7 separate regions of the Mus musculus genome follow, and all the other regions are linked to region 3. Evidence: chromatin contacts called from public promoter capture Hi-C data. All regions are on one chromosome and are shown on one strand. Each heading gives the region's core, a stretch centred on a gene start, on an enhancer-like site or on the middle of the called end of the contact. The rest is flanking DNA. Distances are from core to core; before and after follow the strand shown.

Region 1 (2,700 bases), core at 21-2,520, 6.8 Mb after region 3:
TGGTGCCATTGGAGTGCTATCTGAATCTTGCTACCTACCAAAAACCCCAAGCCTTTAAGAGTGAGGGGATCTGTATGCATGGAGGAGTATCGCTGTTGTGACCTCTGGAGGGTCAAGGCACCAGAAAGGCTCACCTGGAAACGGTTGCTCAACCCTTTGTTGACTGTAAGTTTGACACCTTCCATCTGAACTGGAAACAGCTCTGCAGAAGAGAGATGCTGTCATACCCCAGATTCTTCTCCCATCCCAAGCTCTCTTCACAAACTCTTATCTCACTAATTCCACCACTAGAGGAACCTTGGCCCTTTGCACATTTTAAACCCAGTGCAGTCACCTCAACTTAGGAAATTCACTCTCCTGCCTAACTTCTCATGCTTACAGTTCTCACCACACAGAACTGTCCTCAGTATTTAGTAAGTTAACACACTTAACTATCGAGAGTAAGAATGTCCTCCCTCTTATGATCAAATTGTCAAAAGATCCTAGGCTAGGATCCTTGGGTCGAACCCCTCACAGGAACATTGGGGAAAACCTCTTGACACCGTGACCTTGGACTATAATTCCCTTCCTGATCACACTCCTGAATCTTGGTGGGGTTGGTCCCCTGGCTCTCAGTACCCTAAGACTTCTCCCTCCTGCTGTGGCATTCTTCCCCAACGAGTTCATCATCTGATCGCAGTTTCGAGCCCCAAGTTCAAGGTCCCACCCTTCCAATCCATCATCAGCTTCCAACGTTCTGTTTAATGATTGCAACGATGTGCGCCAATCCTCCGGGGGGTCCCTTCCCTTTCCCTGGGGCTACTCGGGCCTGGCGCCCCTCACCCTTGCACTTCCGGTGGCACTCCTCGAACGTCCCCGGGTTGGGCAGGCATCCGCAGCTCCCATCTTCCGAGGCCGCCGCAGCGCCGCTGGCCGCAGCCCCGGGAGTCCGTTCCGAACCACGGCCAGTGCTTGACCCAGTGCCCAGGCCGCCGCCGAGCGGCGGCAGAGTGAAGCCTGGCGGCGAAGGAGGCGGCGGCGGGAGCCCCACGAGGGACGGCGTAGGAGGCGGCGGTGGCCCTGCGGGCGGAGAGCTGGCAGCCAACACGTTCCCCATGGTATCTGCGAGGGGAAAGGTCAGAGGGCAGGGATCGGGGCGACACGCACACCCCCGGATGCAACCCCAGGCCCTTCCCACCCAAAGCGGACTCGGCTCTCACTGGCGGCCGCGGCGGCTCCTCTTCCCGGCCTGGGCTCCGCTCCTACCCCGTGCGCTAAGCGCAACCGAACCCGCTGCCGCCGCCGCCACCGCTGTTTTCCCGCCCCATGGATTCTATTGGTTCGGTGTCCTCCGAGATCCGCCCACCGCCCTAGAAGAAAGACATTCTATTGGAGAATTAGCAGGAAGTTCCACCCTTCTGTTGAAGCCCTACTCCTATTGGTTCCTAGTCGAAATCAGTCAGTGCAGCTTCCTCTACCTTCCTATTGGCTCGTGTATCCCAAGTTCATTGGTTCGCGACGCCGCGGGGCTGGAGCTAGTTCGCTATTTGTCGATAGCACACGCATTGACACGCCTACCTGCTCATTGCCCCGCCCTCCTTTTGGAGGCGCGGAGACCCGCCCCAGAAAATGCCTTGACTATTGGTGGACCTTGGCTCAACTCACATTCTAATTGGCTACAGTATGTCTAATGGGCCGGCCATGGTGACGTGCGTGCTAGGTCTCTCATTGGCCAATGCGCCAGGGTCAGGGGACATCAGTAGAGGTGCGTTGCGCTGCAGACGCTGCTAGGCAGCAAGGTCAGGTCTCGCGTCCCGACAGGCACCGCGGTGGAGAGGCAGGGTCCCCGACGGTAAAGCCGGAAGTGCTGCCCCTTCCCACAGTGCCTCGGGAAGGTTTCAAACCAGTTCTGGGATAACCTGCCGGCCTCTGCCTACCCACAATGCCGCTTTCTCCCTTAACGCCGCAGCTGCCTTGACCCCCCCACCCCCTTTTATTTTTTTACCCATCATGCCGTCTGCTCCTTGCGTCACTGTAGCTTCTATCTTTGGCCCATTCATTCCTTTCCCATTACCCAGCATTCATTCCCCCATTCATTGAGCTTCAATCCCTTGGCTCGGTTTAGCTCGTGTCTGCCTGTTCACGTTTCCCATCCTTCCGGCCTTTCTCTAATGAACTATCTTGGAATCTTTTACCTTCTGGCGACTACCCACTACGCCTACAGCCCTCGTTTCTTACTTTGCTTCTGGCTCATTCGTTTAGCTCCATTACCCATCACGCCTTGGGGGCTTCATTGAAAATAGTATTTGCCTCATGATCTTAGACACTTCTTGCATGCCTACCGTTTTTTCTTTTGGTTGATGCGGTTTTGCTTATGACTCATTAATTTCTGGGGCATTTTTTTTTGACTTTTTGGGGAGGGAGGGGAGTCCATTCTCTGTTGACTTACAGATCACGGATGCCTTTCAAGCTTCAGGCCTCATTGTACCCCACTCACTTCACATCTCACAGAAAACACAAGACTTTATCAAAGTAGAAACTCATATTATGTAGGAAATGCTTACAAAATAAAATTCCCAACCCAGATGCCCAGATTCTCCATCACACACACATACACACACCATCCCCTAAAGAGGGATATGTAGTTCTCATCTCACTGGGTAGGGGTTAAAAGAATTCAGTAGTCCTCAGGATAAGAGCAGAGTCTCCCAAACTTGGGGT
Region 2 (2,700 bases), core at 188-2,687, 8.0 Mb before region 3:
GGACAACTTGTGGGAGTTTGTTCTCACCTTTCACCATATCCATGTTGTAAATGTAATTGCTATTTTCCAGATGTAATTGCCATCTCTGATGTCTACTGTTGAATAAACTCACCCTTTCTAGCTCTTTCTGAATTCTGGCTGGCTGGTTCAACTCAGCTTCTCTGGCCTAAACACCTCTCCAAAGTGACTGATTCTCTCAGCTTCTGACTGAATTGCTCTGCTTGACCTCAAACTAACTCTAGAAATCTGTTCTAATTTGGCTTCTTTTTATTCTCTGGCTCATTGTGTCTTCACCTGCAACTTGTCTCTATAAAACCATCTCTATGAAAACTACCTCTGAACTCCTCTGCATAGCCTCTCAACTCACTGATTCAACTGAACTGGTTGCCTAGAACTCAGAGATCTACATGCCTCTATCTCCTGAGTGCTGGGATTAAAGGCATGCACCACCAAACCTGGTCCTAAGCTTTTCCTTACCTGAAACTTGCTCTATTCCAGGCTGGCCTTGGACTCAAAGAGATCTGCTTGCCTCTGTCTCCTGGAATTAAAGGTGTGTACTAAGGTCATATCTGTGTTCCAGCCACAATAGCCATGTTGCTGGATTAAGACTCCTCTATGGCTTCACTGGGCAGCGAGCATCAGTACCATCAGTCTGAGCCATCTCACCAGCCCTCTAAGTTAGGGCTGGGGTGATAGCTTTGTAGTTAAGAACAACTGCTAGTTTTACAGAGGACTGGGCTTCGGTTCCTTGGGACCACACCAGACAGTTCACAACTGCCCTGTAACTCTAGCTCCAAAGGATCTGACACTCTGTTTTGGCTTCCTCAGGCACCAGGCACACATGGGGTGCACAGACATGCATGTGGGAACTCACATATACAGAGAAGGTAAAAATAAATAGATCTTAAGAAAAAGGCAGCCGGGCAGTGGTGGCGCACACCTTTAATCCCAGCACTTGGGAGGCAGAGGCAGGAGGATTTCTGAATTCGAGTCCAGCCTGGTCTACAGAGTTCCAGGACTGTCTCGGAAAAAAAAAAAAAAATTCAAGGCCAGCCCGTGCTACATGAGCCTACAAGAGCCCATTGTCTCAAAAAGTAAAAAACAAAAACAAAAAACAATTAAGACAACAAAAATAATCTATCCGAAAGTCTCAGCACAGGCTCAGAAAGCAAGCTTGGCCCCAGATACCAGCAGGCAGGGGAAAAAAAGCAGGCTTGTAGGGGCAACTCAGACTCCCGAGACCCAGGCCATCCCAGGCCATGCAGGAAGGTTGAGTGCCTCAGTTTCCTTCCCAGCACGAGGGAACAGGGTCTGCGTGTACACCACGGGCCTGAGGCTTGGACCCCCGGGATTCTGCATCTGGCGAACCCCAGCAGTGGGTGGGGCCGGGCCGGGCTTGGCGCGTTGCGTCATGACGCACGAAGGCGGCGGCGGCGGGGTTTGTGTGCGCGAGAGGCCGCCGATAAAGGTTGAGTGCCTCGCGCCGGGGGCCGTGGGGAGGGAGCGCGCCCCCGCCCCCTCCCGGGCCGCGGGTCCCGCAGCGCTGTGCCGGGCCCCGCTTCCCGTCAGCCCCCGCGGGAAGGCCCTGGGGTTCTCCTTGATCCCCCTCCCCGACCGGGGCCACAGGTGAGAGACCGGAGGGCGCGGTGGGGGAAGGGCCGGAGGGCGGAGTCGTTTGGAGAACGGCGAGCGGGAAACCGGAAGGGGTACCTTAAAGGGAAGGTCGCTATTTCGCCTCCGATATTTAATCTGTTAGGCCGGCTCCGCCCTCTTAAAGGGGTAAGGACAGTGTGTTTAGCTGCATTTTTGCAAAGCTTCCTGCCCTTTCCCTTCTCCCCTTTCTCCTAAAAGGGGGTTATTTCCTTAAAAGCGGGTGATAGTTTCCCAAACATTGAAGGAAAAGTTTCATAATTCTGCTGGTCCCTAGACTATCTGAACAAAGAGATCTTTTTTCCCTCCCAGATAAAACCTCATGTAGCTTAGGATGCCGTCAGACTCACTGTATAGCTGACAATGACCTTAAATTTACGATCCTGCTGCCTTCATCTGCGCGCTGGGATTACAGGCCTGCCTGTGCCACCACGCCCAGTTCTATGGTGTACTGTGACAAGAACCCAGAGCTTTGTGCATGCCAGTCATTAACCCTTAATAACCGAGCTACATCCCAAACCCCAAGAGCTTCCTCGTAAAGCCCAGACGCTTAAAGGGCACTCTCACTGCTAAGATGGGTCCCTGTTCCGTTGGGCCTCTTGTGTTAAAAGATATGGCCTCAGAGGCACAGACAGTTTCTGAACCTCATTTGTCACCTACACGCCAAAAGGAACAACAGCCCTTTAAAAAAACAATCCTTCATAGCCTATTGCCCTTTGAAAAAGAAATCCTTTATAACCTGTCAAAAGGGGGTGCCTCCCTCTCTTCACTCAGACTGTCTTTACTGAGCATGCTCTCTCCTGATGTTTTGGTGGGTGATGGATGCATCAGAGAACGATCGATCGAACGAAGCAGAGGTTCTCTGTTTGGATGATGTGAACATTGACAGAGTAGAACAAGCAGTAAGAGACTTATATGTTGATGGGACTGTCCTGGGGTACTGTCACTGCAGTACTGACTTCAGGATTTACTAGGGAAGGGTCAAGCTGGCACTGTGTTTTGTTACCAGTGGCATCCATCCTATTGAGTCAGGAATCCTGATGAACACCC
Region 3 (2,700 bases), core at 91-2,590:
TCTCCTCTCCCCTCCCTTCTCTCCTTATGTTTGTTGACACCTTTCCTCTCTTCTCTTCTCTCTCTCTCCCTCCCTCCCTCTTTCCTCTTCTCTCCTCTCCCTTCCCTTCTCTCCTTATGTTTGTTGACACCTTTCCTCTCTTCTCTCTTCTCTTCTCTCTCCCTCCCTCCCTCCCTCTTTCCTCTTCTCTCCTCTCCCTTCCCTTCTCTCCTTATGTTTGTTGACACCTTTCCTCTCTTCTCTCTTCTCTTCTCTCTCCCTCCCTCCCTCCCTCTTTCCTCTTCTCTCCTCTCCCCTCCCTTCTCTCCTTATGTTTGTTGACACCTTTCCTCTCTTCTCTCTCTTCTCTTCTCTCTCCCTCCCTCCCTCTTTCCTCTTCTCTCCCTCCTCTCCTTATGTTTGCTGACACCTTTCCTCTCTTCTCTCTCTTCTCTTCTCTCTCCCTCCCTCCCTCCCTCCCTCCCTCTTTCCTCTTCTCTCCTCTCCCCTCCCTCCTCTCCTTATGTTTCATCCCAGCAGTTGGGAGGAGCAGAGGCAGATGAATCAGCCTGGTCTAAAGAGCGAGTTCCTGGACAGCCGGTGCTACAAGGAGAAACCCTGTCTCCAAAACAAACAAACAAACAAACCCACCCCTGGGGGTGAACCTGCTGGCAAGGTCTCTCCCTTATTAGTACCAAATCACTGGGATCTCAGATAAGTAAGTCACCTAGGAGATCCCCGGGCTGCCAACCCCTCCAGGACTCCCCTCTATGTATCCCTCCCCGGGGAGGTTCACGAATGGCGGTCGGAATCTACTGTCCGCGATTGAACCTGAGGAAAAAAAGCCCAGACAAGCGTGGCCAGAGTGATTAAAAAGGAAGTGATCCCATACCGGAAGCCTGGGACCCGCCGAGCATGGCTTGCGGGAGGGGAGAGGGTGGGGCCCGTGCTTGTGAACCCGGATCGGTGGTAACCACAGGACCCGACTCCATTATTTTGGTGAGAAAATGTGAGCCGAGCTGGTTGCCCTAGCTAAGAATCCACCGTCCATGGTTCCTGGGTTTTGCAGCCTAATTACGGAGAGCGTGGACTGGACGTCAGCACTACTTAGATATGGCGGCGTCGGTCTCACCAAAGTTTCTGCGCATGTGCGCCGACTCAGAAGCCTAGCTAGTACTTCAGAGGTCCGCCAGAAGACGGGCGTGGCGCTGTTTCTAAAAGTGCGCATGCTTTACCCGGCTCAAAGGGCGCCTCTCATCCTAGCGCTTGATTGGTTGGTGAGCACGCTGTTTTCATCTGCGCGTGCGTCTCTACCTCTGACCCGGAAGTTTTCGCTTTGCATAAAAGCGCTAGTCCGCTGCGCGCGGCCTCTTCCTGTCTGTATCAGGGCGGCGCGTGGTCCACGCCGAGCGACTGAGAAGCCCAGTCTGCGCCCTCAGGTGAGGCTGCGGAGGGACACGGAGTTCAGAAGAGGTGACCATGAGTGTTCTAAGGCACATCTGGGGGGCCGGAGGCCGAACCTGAAGCCTGGGCGTGACCGCTTGGATCTCACCGTTTCTCTGCGAAAAAGGGTGCCTAGGGAAACTCGGCACGGGCCGAGTTAGTCTTCGCCTCTTGTTTGCACTGTTTTGACTTCATACTTTGCACACACGGGACTCCAGGGAAATCACTTGGGTCATATACCATAAACATAAATCTAGGTTTGCTTAGTTTTGTGATGACTCTTTTGCTCAGTACACGTTCTAAGTGCACAACGGAAATCTGATGGGAGCTGATGAGTATACGGCTTCATGAACCATCATACTGTGGTCCATGTACCAGCTGATTAGCGGGGTGACTGCCGAGTTACTTTAGAATCCTGAGTGGTTTTCCTGGGTTTGGAGAGCTGTTCAAAGCTTTCTGGGTCTCCCCTTCATGTCCCAGTTTGCCACAAAGTGAGAGTTCGTCTGAAGAGTTTGGGGTCAGAGTGACTGCTCCAGCATGTCTAGGCAGTAACGGTTTCTTGCCATTCTCCTGTCCCCAGGATGACTGAGTGGGAAGCAGCCACACCAGCGGTGGCAGAGACCCCTGACATCAAGCTCTTTGGGAAATGGAGCACTGATGACGTGCAGATCAACGATATTTCTCTGCAGGTAAAAGGAACTTAATGATTGTTCTTTGTGATGATTTTTTTAATTGAGACCAGGTGTGGATGAGCTTCTAGTTCAGAAAAGGGCATAAAACAACCAGTGGATGTACAAGACAGGTAGAAGAGCAATAACTGGACAGCTACACCCACGCCTAATACAAACTGGCACTAAAAGATGTTAGAGTGTGGTTTTTATCCCGTATTTTTCTAATCGTGTGTCTCTTGAGACAGAGTCAGGGTCTTGCTGTGTAGCCCTTGCTGGCTGCCTGGAGCTCTTTGAGATCTTGCCTCTGTCTCCCATGTGCCACTACACCTGACTTGATGTCCCCTTTCGTTTGTATATTCAGTTAGTGGGTATCAATTGAAAAGATGGCTTTAGTCAACTGAACCATGTTGGCACCCTTGTCAAAAGCAGTTGGTAAGCTGCTATCAGCCTACAGCAAGAGGAATTTGAGTATGAGACCAGTTGGTGCTATGAATGTTCCCTGCTGCCCTCCCCTGAAAAATGTCAGTTGGCTATGGGTACTGTTATGGCTAAGTTAGTATGGGAGCTATTTGCTTTGCCCTCATAACCCATTTTGAGGTAATCTCAT
Region 4 (2,710 bases), core at 32-2,531, 8.1 Mb before region 3:
CACAGATAAAAAGTGCGCCAGTGAAATGAAAAGCGCAAGAACGGTATGGCAAACTCCCATCTGTGCTCCCTGAATGGCAAATGTAGATTTTTTTTTCCTTAAAAATTTCTATTTATTTATTTAGTTTCTATATGGGAGAGGGTATCCATGCCATGGGGCATATGTGGAGGTCAGAGACAAGCGAAGGAGTCATTTCTCTCTGGATCCCAAATGTGTGTGTTGATCAGATTTACTTTTAATTTTAAAAAAATATTTATTTATCTATTCCCTGTATATGAGTGCTCTGTCTACATGTATGCCTGCATGCCAGAAGAGGGCAGCAGATCCCATTACAGATGGTTGTGAGCCATTCTGGAAGAGGAGCCACTGCTCGTAACTGCTGAGCCATCTCTCCAGCCCGGACTGGGTTTATTATATGAGTGTTTGACCTGAGACTGCATAGCCACATGCATGTAGTGTCTGTGGAGGCTGGAAGAGGTAGTCGGGTCCCCTGAAACTAGATTTAAAGACGGTTGTAAACCACCGTCTGGGTGCTGAGTACCAAACCCAGGTCCTCTACAAGAGAAACCAGAGTTCTTAGCCACTGAGCCATGTCTACTCGCCCCCCCTTCTCTATTCCCCTCATAGGTTTTTAAGGCTTATGTCCCAAGGGCTGGGTTCTTGGCTTGGGAACCCATTTTTGGGAGGCACAGTGTGAAGGAAATGAGCAAGGGGGCTGGATGGAGTTCAGTGGTAGAGAGCACTTGATTTGCCTGGCTTTCATGACAGCCAGGCTCAGTTCGCCAGATTTGATCGAGATGGACTGGGGACACAGATGGGAGAGGATCCACGATGCTTTAGGGAGAGCGATACAGAGGAGCACGTAATTGTGAGAGAAGCGGGGACCACAACTCCTGGAACCAGGAATTTCAGGCTGTGTGACCCTGGGTGAGTTTCCCTTCCTCTCTGGGTCTCTTTTTTTCTCCAGGGTTAGCTCACTGGCGGGGTTGATGCAAAATTTGTCTCTAGAGAGGGTTGGGGACTCTCCCCGCGGGTCTATCCTGAGACCAAATGGAATGCCATTCCAACCCCCGAACCCGACACCCTGCAAAGCTTCCGTTTCCCGGTCTGAATGACGGGATGGTGGGTTTGCAAACAGCCAGCAAGTAACGAACCGGACTTACTCGAAGGTCCCAGGTTCGAGTTCGGGCCCCTTTTCCAAGAAGTCCCGTGACCTTTTCCCCGCTGGATTCCCACTGACCCCGTACTGGGCCTCCTTTTTGCCCTTTGTAGACACGTAGTCAGAGCCGCGGGTCTACACCCCCGCGCCGAGCCAACCAATCGGCGTTCGCCTCACTCTGTTCTACTCCATCCTGTTAATTCGATTGGTCTGAAGAAACTGGAGCAGGCGGAGAGACAGAGGGTAGGACCAATGAAAATCCACGGAGGGAGGGCCTTGGCTGAGAGCTCGGCTTCTAACCCGGAAGGAGGGTGAAGAACGACCAGAGAGCTAGAGGCTCAATCTTGGCTAGTGTAGGGTTCATGGCACCATCCACTCCATCCGGGGCGACCGGGGAGAGGTGATGCTTTCTGTAACCTAGCTCTAGGAAGGCTGAAGCACGAGTATCGCCAGTTCGAGACTAGCCGGGACTGCGTGGTGAGACCCTGTCAACCAAAACAACAGCCGGGCATGGTGGCGCAAATGTTTAGTTCCAGTAATCATCATAAACCGATGATTTAGTTAATGGTTTAGTTCCAGTACTCAGGAGGCAGAGGCAGGCATAATTCTGACTCTACAACGCGAATTCCAGAATAGCCAGTACAACACGGAAGTAAGTCCTGTCTCGAAAACCCGAAAGTCAAACTAAGAAAACAAAAGAACAAGCCTCGTAAGACATTTTCCCCCACTGCTTGCCAGTTAGCTTTTTCTCCAGGAATTCAGGACTTGTCTCCTTGGGTGGTCTATATAGAAAACTGACTCTGTACTTAGAAGTGGGGGTTAAGAGAGAGAGGATTACTTCATCCAGATATATAAACCTGGTATGGTGGCTCAGGGCCGGTAATCCCAGCGTTCTAGAAGCTGAGGCCTTGAGTTCAATGAATAAGAAAACAAAAGCTGATTACGGTGGCTTAATACCCATGACCCCAAGTACTCAGAAGTGGAGACAGGAGGATTTCTTCACCTTGAAGTTATGAGAAAAGGGCTAGGCATGGTGGCTAACGAGGACTGTAAACCCAGCACTTGGGAGGCTGAGTGTGGGTGAGGATCTTTTGGGGGAGAGATATATATATACACAGAGTTCCAGGTTAGCCTGGGCCACAGAGTGTGACACTGTCGAACAAAGAAAAAGAAATAAGGCTGGAACTGTAGCTCAGGTGGCAGAGTCCTTGCCTGGCATGAATAAAGCCTTCGCTTTAGTGCCCAGCACTGTATGCATGGGGGTGGGGTGAGGGTGGGAGAGATGGGGGATGGGATGGGACTGGGAAGGCAACCGGCAGAGGTTCAAAGTTGGTCTCCCCAGAACAGTGAACTCAAGTGCATCCTGAAACTGAGCCTCAAAAACAAAATGAGCTGAACAAAGATTAAAAACAACAAGCCAGACAGTGGTGGAGGCTCACAGTCGCCTGTAATTCTACTTCCAGGGGCTCAGACACCTTCTTCTGGCCACTTTGGCACTGAATGCATGTGGTAAGCAGACACATGGGCAGACACACACCCAAAATTTTATAA
Region 5 (2,709 bases), core at 60-2,559, 7.9 Mb before region 3:
CAAAGACCTTGACTGGGTAATGGGAAAGTCTGCCGTTTTCCTCTGGGAGTTAGGCCTACTTCAGTTTCCCCAAACCTGCCATTTATTTATTTATTTATTTAGATAAGGTTGTAATGTAGTTCAGGGTGACATTGGATTTATGATCTTGCCTCCACTTCCAGAATACTGAAACTCTGGGCTTTGTGCATGCTAGGCACCTTACACACTGCGCAACATTCCTAGCATCTTTGGGAAAAAGGTTCTGAACACTACCCCTTCCCCACCCAAACTACAATCCACATTAATATACTTAAAAAAATAGCATCTTAGAGCATAAGCACAGCTTTATACAGTTCACCTGGCTTTATACAATTCTCTGTGGTTTGAAATACTGATCTAGGGCAGGTGGTTCCCCCTGGACTTGCTGACCCAGGATGCAGTTTATTTGTAAAAATGAACTGCTTAGTCTTGGTTGACACATTCAGTCTTCCTCTGCAAGGATGGTTTAAGTCATGCCTCTTAGGGCTTCAGAACCCCAAAGAGGATGCTGCTTGTGAACCGGAGAGGCAGTGTAGGTCTAATAAACATGTCTTCGCTGCTCCTTTCCTCTGATTGTGTGTGTGTATGTGCCCTATGCAGATAGCCTCTTTACACGACTTCTTTTGGGGCGGAAGGGAGAGGGGGAGTGTCTTAAAGGCTGTGCATCTACACCGACTGACTTCAAATAATATCAACAGCGCTTGGATCTTAAGCTCCAAGAGTGGTCCGGTTCTGGGCTGAGCCTTTGGTATGTCACACAACTACATCCTCTCAAAGGCTTTTAAGAGTAACTTCCCACTGAACAGGTGAGTAAACTGAGGCCATGGAGGAATGAGGAGCAAGGACTGGAGTGTAGCTGTTCCACAGGTGGCTCCAGTGTGGGCTATTCCTGACCCACACTTTGCGGAGAAGTAACCACCACACAACCCATTCTCACATCCTGGTCCTCTTATTCCTTTAATCCTTTTCGTGGATGGGGGTGGGTGGAGGTTATGGTAGGTTGGAGCGGCTAAGACTAAAGGTATGCATGTATTAATCAGCTACTTAGGGATCATTAAAGGAGACTCAAATTTCACTTCAATTTTCCTTACTGCCTCATACCTTCTGACTTTTCTCGGCCCACTGGTCACATAGCCACTCACCCGGAGGACCCCCGGAACCGCATCAGCTGTGCAGGATGAGAATTTCATGAGGATCCCTGCCTAGGCTTTGGGAAAGGAGGGGGGGGGGGTTGTGTGTGGGGTGGGGGTTGGAGGGGTGTTGCAAGGGGCTATCGCGCAAGTGCGGTCCCGACCTCCGCGCAAACGGCGGGCCTCACCTGGGCTCCAGGAAGAGGCGCCCCAGGCTCGGCAGGCCTGATTCGGTTAGTGCCCACGTCTCCGCGCTCCGCCATCCAGTTCTCCCCCTCCTCTGCCGCTACGCCCGCTTACTGGTGGGTGGGCGCTTCTCTCCGCGACACTTTGCAGACGCTCCCCTGCGCTGGGCATGGGCGCCGCCACTGCCGTCGGTCCCGGGGCTGGAGTCCGTGCGCGGGTGGGTGAGAGCGGGGCCTCGGCCCCTTGTACCCTGAGCACCCAAAGGCGGGGAACGGTGCCCACGGTCGACACCCCCATGCCGGTTGCCCATTCTGGGACCCTTCGCCACGGTCGCCCCCTCCCACTTGTGGGACAAAGGGTGGGGGCGCATCCCCACGCGTGACCTCCCACGCACTGCGCACGCGCCCAGCTCCCACTTCGGGGAGGGGCTTTACTCGCCCACGCGAGTGCGGGAGGAATGGGCGGCTGGGACAGGGGAACGCTTGCAGGATGGACCCCCTACCCCAAGAATGGAAGTTAGGGGTGGTTGTTTCTCCATTTATGGCATTGGGTTCGGAGATGGGCCATGATGAAGGGCTTTCTCATTCAGGCCAGGTCTCCCTGTGGTGTTGACCCCACGAGGAACCAAAGAATTTAAGGGCCGAGCCCCTTCACAACCAAGATTCCTCTCGCTGAGCCCCCTCGCTCTGGGTACATACTTTGGAAGCCTCTGACTCTGTCCAGAAGTATGGGTCCTTTCCTCCCTCAGACTGGTGATCCTTCCTTACTCCGGAGGGACAGGTATTCCACCTCTCCAGGGACTGCCGACTTTTGGTGACCTGCTTCTGTCCAGTGCCCCCAAGGGCTCAGTTGCTGGGTCTGCAGGAAGCCTCCTCGATATGAATGACAGAAACAACCGTTGGCGGACAAGTGAGGCACCTGGGGACCCTTTCTTTTCCCATCCTTGGTCTGACATTCTGGTTCCCTCTGTCCATGGGACAGCAATGGTTGGGGGTGGTCTATAAGGTTCAGGCCACTTCTGGGGTGACCTCTGCTGACCTCTCTGCAGTGAAGGACGAAGAGACCTTTGAGATCTCCATTCCCTTTGAAGAGGCACCCCACTTAGACTCACAAATCTTATACCGTCTGAGTCCGTCTCGGAGAAATGTTGAGGGTGAGCTGAGAAAGGGCATTGGAGGGACTGGAGTCAGGTGGGGTACTGCCTCACCCTGGGGCATGACCTCCGTCCCTGCTGTTCTTAGAGCCTCCAGAGGGCGCCTCCCCAACCCTGGCCCTGATGAGCAGTGTTAAGGCCCAGCTGCACATGGCACTGGAGAGGAACTCGTGGTTGCAGAAGCGCATTGAGGACCTGGAGGAGGAGAGGGACTTCTTGCGG
Region 6 (2,718 bases), core at 117-2,616, 6.8 Mb before region 3:
TACCCTTCTCTGCTCAGATGGAGAACACATGAGATAAACCAAGTCAGAATCTAATGTGAAAGTTCTCTGGGCCATGGCAGCACAGCACTCAGTGACTCCAGAGAAGCAGGAGGGGAAAGTTACCTGCACTTGACCCAAGAGGCTTAAAGCTTTCCCCAGAGCAGAGGCCAGATCTCAGCTAGATTCTCAACAACGCCAAACATGGAGCCTGAATCAGAAATTAAGGGGTTGGGGGAACCCATCAGGTCTGCGTTTTTAATAACGACCTGGGCAATAACGCCTAAGGTCGTCCTGGGTCAGGTCTCAGCTCCTGCTTTCCAACCCCAGTTCATGTTCATTTTCCTATCCTGGTGTTAAGACAGGTGTCAGTTCACTCCCCACTCACTTCTTCGTCTGTGGATCACTTTTCCGACTGACCTTTTGTAAGTGCTGGGGCACACATTCCCGGGGCTTGGGGGTCACCCTATGACCTAACTCTTGTACAGATTGGAGGTGGAGGCGGGAGGTCTGCTAAGGGGCGGGGCTCCGCGCTGGACCCAGCCCTGTGTCCGCCCAGGGGAGGAAGGCAACAGTCCAGGCGGCCCAGGACGACCCACACGGTGCTGACCTTGGCCTGGCGCTTCCCCTCCCAGGACGTGTTTCCTGCCGCCGGTCAGCACGCGCGGGGGAAATAGATGAATGAGCCTCCCGCCACCTGCATCCCGTAATTACTCGCTGGATCAAAGGCCAGCGCATGGCCCCCGAGGCAGCAACGGGCCAGGCGACTCGATTTGAGGAAGGAGAGGACTTGGGAGAACTTGGGCCGAGACTGACCATGGGCCGCCGTTTCCGGTCAGCCCAATCCAGGCGGCGGGGTCTCTCCCCACATCAAGCCTCGCCCCCGCAACAAGTCCCTGGCACTTCCGGCCATGACCGGCTGCAAGTCCAGTCCGGGTGGCCCGGACCCCACCGGTTGGATAACCCAGGTGCCTGCCGGCCCAGCACTGCCGCCGGAGTAGCGCACGCGCATTGTCCCAGGCCGCGGCGCCAATCTCTCCCGCGCGCGCGCGCGAACTCCCCGGCCGCGCGCCCGCTCACGCCCACCCCCCCCACACACACCCCTAACACGACACGCACGCGCACTAGTCCGCTCTGCCGCGCTCGCCCTCCCGCCTCCCCACCCACCCCCGTCCGAAGCCCAGCTTCCCGACGCGCTCTCATCCCAGCCACTCGGCGCACGCCCCCCTGAGCCCGCGGCCGCCCTCACCTCCGCGGCCCCGGGGCCGTCACGCCGCACTCTTCCTCTCGCCTGCCTCGCGGATGGTGGCAGCGGCGGCAGCGGCGACTCAGACCCTGGGGTCAGGGGGACGGGCGCCCAGGCCGGAAGTGACCTTCCCGGCCGCTTCCGCTCGCGCCTCTCCCTCTCCTCCCCCTCCCAGGCCGCCACCGCTACCTCGCCACTCTAGGCAGAGGAGCTCCAGGACCCCTGACCGCTACCCCCTCCGGCTCTATGGTACGGAAAGGCGCCTCGGGACGCTACTTCCGGAATTATCTAGGACCCAGGTCCTCCGTTTTGCTCTATGGCGCCTCGCTCCGAGGGGCTCGGGCCCCGCCCCCTCCCCGGACAGAAGGCTGGGCTCGACCCGTTAGGCGCACACTTCCGGGTGTCGGGGCGGCCCCCAACCCAGCCTCGTCGCTCGCGCCTGCGCGGTGAGCTGCCCGCGGCGACGCTCCCACTACTCCAGTCCTCCTGTCGTCTCTATCATCGTAACCCCTTCCGCCCCGGGGCGCTTCCAGGCCAACGCCGGTCTCAAGAAAAAATTCGGTTCACGAGATCTGGAGTTTTTCCCCAAAATGTTTCCGCTCGAGCCTCCGGTGCGGGTTGCATTTTGGGACGACCTCATCTTGAAATCGGCCTGTTTTGCAGAGAACCAGAGGTCACATTACCTTACTAAGTGACATAGCAAGAATGACCTCGAACCTTCAGAGTAGGGCTCCAAATTAAGTGTTTATGACTTATTACTCTCCTAGAAGAAAGGTCCATCACAGTTTGGAGGATGCTGATGATGAAGAAAAGGAATGAAAGGACCCTCTACAGATATCTGCTTCCAAGGCACAATTTGAAACTTGAAAGTCAATGTCAGCTTCTCTGAGACAAATGGTATCATCATCACGTAACTACCTTTACAAAAGCAGGCGTCAGGTGCTGCTGACACTTGGACTAAGTAAGGGATGGACTTTTTAAACAAACTCCTCCTGCACCAGAGAAAATCCTGGGCAGCCTAAAGAAGCAAAGCCCACAGGCAAAACGATACATGACACCTGAGGACAAGCTAAGAAAATGGAAAGCATAGCCATCTCCTTAGCAAGGTGCTCCAGAAGTCTTTGCTCAGCAGACTGTTAAGGATGTGTAGAGAGTTAGAAAATTCAAGAGGAGGCCTATGCTGAGCCCTGTAATGGAAAATGTCCAAACTGCCTGTAATTCATGTTCAAGCGCTGGACTTCCGTGGTTAGATTAAAGATAAACCAGCCAGGACCTTTCAACGGGTGATAAAGATCACAGGCTGCTTGTAACTGATCAAAAGGCTAAAGGCGAACCCACAGCAGGGGTATTAAAATGGCCCCAAAGGTAAAGAGTAAACGGAGGACAGTAAAAAAAAAAAAAAAAAAAAAAATTAACTATCCCTTCCTGGCTCAAAGCTAACAAAACTAAAAGGCAAACTGGCAGCATCAGACACA
Region 7 (2,700 bases), core at 94-2,593, 7.8 Mb before region 3:
TGCAGAAGTGACCCCTTCTCTCCTCTGGGGTCTTGCCTCTGGCCACTGCCCCGTGTACTTAAGTGACTCAGGCCTGCCTGGTTTTCTTCATTTCTGTGATGTCTCGCTTCTGTGCCTTGTTCTTGGGTACTGGAGAACGTTTGGGTAAACACCCTCATACTGAACTGAAGTCCTCTGTGCAGTGTGGTGAGGTGTTCTCTCATTTCCTGTGCTGATTCTGTACTTTAAATGAATGCTGAGTAGATGCTAGGAGCCAACCTTGTTCACAGATATGCCTCTTGTTCCTACAGATCTTCGTGGAGTTCACCTCTGTGTTTGACTGCCAGAAAGCCATGCAGGGTCTAACCGGTCGCAAGTTCGCCAACAGAGTGGTGGTCACAAAATACTGTGACCCTGATTCTTACCACCGTCGGGACTTCTGGTAGAGGTGGCTGGGGGAGGGTGGGGGCAGGGCTGGCTGGGGACTTTCCCCCCACCTGTCCCCTCCTCCTTTCCCCCCTCTTGAAGAAGATGGGCAGAGGAGTGACAGCCGAATGACAGCCGGCAGCAACTGGAATGGCAGCAATTAAGGGGGGTGGGGGGTGGGGGGCTAGGGCAGGAAGGGGACTGGGCAAGTGCACACAGGCCCACACAGACACATGCACCCACACAGACACAGAGGGAACGGGCTGGGATGGGGACTGTGTGCACAGCAGGGCGGGTAGGACCTCCACAGCCCCTTCCCAAACAGCCTCTTATCCCTTACACCCCTTTCCTCCTCTCTTCCCCCATGGTAGGAACATAGCGTGTTTATATTTTATGGCCAAACTATTTTGAATTTTGTTGTCTGGCCCTCAGTGCCCTGCCCTCTCCCTTTGCAGGACCACAGCTCCCGTCCTTTGGCTTCTGGTCCTTCCTGTTCTCCACCCTGGTTTCTTAAGTAGTTGGTTCTTCTCCTTAGTCTTCCTGACTCAACCCGTGGTCTCTGTCCCGCTCCCCCTCTCTGTGGCAGTTTCATATTTGCTAATACGAATTTGCTCATTAAACATTTTGTTGTATTTTACTTTATGGATCCTCATCTGTGTCCAGTGTGTCCGCCCGTCTCTTTCGGCCGAGGGTGTGGAGGGTGGCACCCAGGGAAGGAGGCAGGCCTGAGGGTCCCGCGAGGGTAGCCACAGTGGAGGCTTCAAGGCTTGGACCTTTACGCGTCTCCACTGCTGCGTAGATGCGGAAGTGACGCAAGGGCATAAGGACGCGCAGTCCCGTGCGCCGGAAATGGTGCCGGGGTGGGTTTGGTCGCGGAAGTGGAGGCTGCCGGGCGAAGTGCAGAGGGCGGGGCACGTGAGTTCATTTCCGCTTCCGGTCCGCTGCCACCTTCGGTTGCTTCCCGTCCGCTCGGCGGCTCCCCTCCCCCGCCCGGCTCTCTGCGCCCCTCCCGGGCGCCGGGGCGGCGGGGCCGTCGCTGTGCGGCCCTCCGTGCGTCTGTGCGTGCGCACGTGCGCACTTCTGCTTCCCGCAGCTCGGCGCGCGCCCCGCGACACCGAGGCCGAGCGGGGGCAGGGGGCTGACCGTCATGACCCCTGGAAGCCCGGTATAAGCGGGCCGAGGTGAGCGAGGGGCGCAATGCTGGCCTCCGTCGCGGCAAGTCCGGTGTTCCGGCCTGGGCCGTGGCGCGCGCGGGTCCAGCCAGCCTCGGAGCCGGTGTTCCAGCCGCTGATGGCTTGTGGCTGCTTTTGTACCGCTGTGCCCGGGTCGGGTTTGCCTGCCGGTGTGTGTCTTTTTTTGGGATTGTCAGTGTCCCCGTCTCGCGTGGCCCTGCTGTCTGTGTTGCTCTGCTTCTGTGTTTCTGTGTTTGTACAAAAGGGCTTGGAGATCCGAGTGCTGTTTGTGTCTTGGATTGCTCCGTGTTCCTGTCAGGATGCATGCAATGCTTGTATTTTCTGGGTTTCTGTGTCTTCATTTCCCCAGACTGGTCTCCCTCTTGGTGCATTATTTCTCTCCGGGTCATTGCTGTCGTCCCCAGGCCCAAAATTCCTTTCTAGGAACCCACTGCTTTTGCTTAGGATGTGCTTCCCAGGTTTCTGAGTCTCTGGTGTTCTGACAAGAGCTCTGGCTGTGGATTCCAAAGCCCCCGCTGCTTGCCTTGGTCTTCAGTTTTCCTAGTCTTCTAAACGGAAGCATTCATAATTCCTGCACCACAGGGTCTCTGCGCATTGGAGTGGTCCTGGTAAAGTGCCTTACAGTGTCTGGCCTGGAGTTAAGCATGTGATTATTAGTAGCTCTAGTTACTAGAGATTTTGTCTCGCTTAGTATTTGATACCAGGTTTTTGAGTCCCCCTTGGGGACTCACTATATTGTTTGTACTGTTTAATAAGAAATTCTAAATTAACTGTGGAAAATGGCCCCATTTTCAGCAGCATTTGTGAGATTTAGTATGTTTTTTTTGAACATGCTTGAAGTAGGTAGTTGGTGTTAGGATAGTGCGTCTTTAGATGCCACCCTTTTGGAAATGTTTTTTCTGATAATAATAGCAGCCAGGAGTACCGAGCGCCTACTATCTGTGGGGCACAGAACCAAGTTCTTTATGTACCCGTCTTATTTAATCAGCAAGCTTGCCGGGCAGCACCCCTCCCTTTGTTACACAGTTAGGTGAACTGAGTCACAGGGTTGTTTTGCTGGTTGCTTATGTGGCCGGGATTTGAGTGCAAATTTTGTGTTCTT

The links. Promoter capture Hi-C pulls out the DNA fragments that hold promoters and counts their contacts.
Region 1: a contact with region 3 is called in a promoter capture Hi-C map of second pharyngeal arch cranial neural crest. The contact joins the promoter of Tomm40 here to the promoter of Rps5 in region 3. A contact is called at or near these places in 5 of 39 promoter capture datasets (cranial neural crest, embryonic stem cells, maxillary cranial neural crest and 2 more).
Region 2: a promoter capture Hi-C map of pre-B cells shows a contact between it and region 3. The contact joins the promoter of Zfp628 here to the promoter of Rps5 in region 3. A contact is called at or near these places in 4 of 39 promoter capture datasets (cranial neural crest, maxillary cranial neural crest, pre-B cells and 1 more).
Region 4: a contact with region 3 is called in a promoter capture Hi-C map of second pharyngeal arch cranial neural crest. The contact joins the promoter of Isoc2b here to the promoter of Rps5 in region 3. A contact is called at or near these places in 5 of 39 promoter capture datasets (cranial neural crest, frontonasal cranial neural crest, maxillary cranial neural crest and 2 more).
Region 5: a contact with region 3 is called in a promoter capture Hi-C map of second pharyngeal arch cranial neural crest. The contact joins the promoter of Ccdc106 here to the promoter of Rps5 in region 3. A contact is called at or near these places in 6 of 39 promoter capture datasets (cranial neural crest, frontonasal cranial neural crest, liver and 3 more) and 1 of 484 Hi-C or Micro-C datasets (rod photoreceptor).
Region 6: a contact with region 3 is called in a promoter capture Hi-C map of pre-B cells. The contact joins the promoter of Zfp787 here to the promoter of Rps5 in region 3. A contact is called at or near these places in 6 of 39 promoter capture datasets (cranial neural crest, frontonasal cranial neural crest, liver and 3 more).
Region 7: a contact with region 3 is called in a promoter capture Hi-C map of second pharyngeal arch cranial neural crest. The contact joins the promoter of Epn1 here to the promoter of Rps5 in region 3. A contact is called at or near these places in 6 of 39 promoter capture datasets (cranial neural crest, frontonasal cranial neural crest, liver and 3 more).

What each region holds. Positions count from the first base shown.
Region 1 is chr7:19,714,159-19,716,858 of GRCm38.p6, forward strand. It overlaps Tomm40 (translocase of outer mitochondrial membrane 40), which reads right to left and starts at 1,271. Exons shown (of 10, transcript NM_016871.2): 1 at 1,200-1,271; 2 at 823-1,101; 3 at 135-202. The coding sequence starts at 1,096. Nectin2 (nectin cell adhesion molecule 2) reads right to left here. Exons shown (of 9, transcript NM_008990.3): 9 at 2,486-2,700. Gm38955 (a long non-coding RNA gene) reads left to right here and starts at 1,306. Exons shown (of 2, transcript XR_881874.2): 1 at 1,306-1,831.
Region 2 is chr7:4,913,780-4,916,479 of GRCm38.p6, forward strand. Zfp628 (zinc finger protein 628) reads left to right here and starts at 1,438. Exons shown (of 3, transcript NM_170759.2): 1 at 1,438-1,626.
Region 3 is chr7:12,920,971-12,923,670 of GRCm38.p6, forward strand. Rps5 (ribosomal protein S5) reads left to right here and starts at 1,341. Exons shown (of 6, transcript NM_009095.2): 1 at 1,341-1,418; 2 at 2,003-2,111. The coding sequence starts at 2,004.
Region 4 is chr7:4,864,898-4,867,607 of GRCm38.p6, forward strand. It overlaps Isoc2b (isochorismatase domain containing 2b), which reads right to left and starts at 1,282. Exons shown (of 6, transcript NM_026158.2): 1 at 1,164-1,282.
Region 5 is chr7:5,055,417-5,058,125 of GRCm38.p6, forward strand. It overlaps Ccdc106 (coiled-coil domain containing 106), which reads left to right and starts at 1,310. Exons shown (of 5, transcript NM_146178.2): 1 at 1,310-2,243; 2 at 2,383-2,487; 3 at 2,576-2,709. The coding sequence starts at 2,213. It overlaps Gm15510 (predicted gene 15510), which reads right to left and starts at 1,700. Exons shown (of 4, transcript NR_166619.1): 1 at 1,337-1,700.
Region 6 is chr7:6,154,599-6,157,316 of GRCm38.p6, forward strand. It overlaps Zfp787 (zinc finger protein 787), which reads right to left and starts at 1,367. Exons shown (of 3, transcript NM_001013012.2): 1 at 1,247-1,367. Gm36371 (a long non-coding RNA gene) reads left to right here and starts at 2,621. Exons shown (of 2, transcript XR_391130.2): 1 at 2,621-2,718.
Region 7 is chr7:5,078,892-5,081,591 of GRCm38.p6, forward strand. Epn1 (epsin 1) reads left to right here and starts at 1,344. Exons shown (of 12, transcript NM_010147.4): 1 at 1,344-1,586. U2af2 (U2 small nuclear ribonucleoprotein auxiliary factor (U2AF) 2) reads left to right here. Exons shown (of 12, transcript NM_133671.3): 12 at 291-1,054. The coding sequence ends at 425.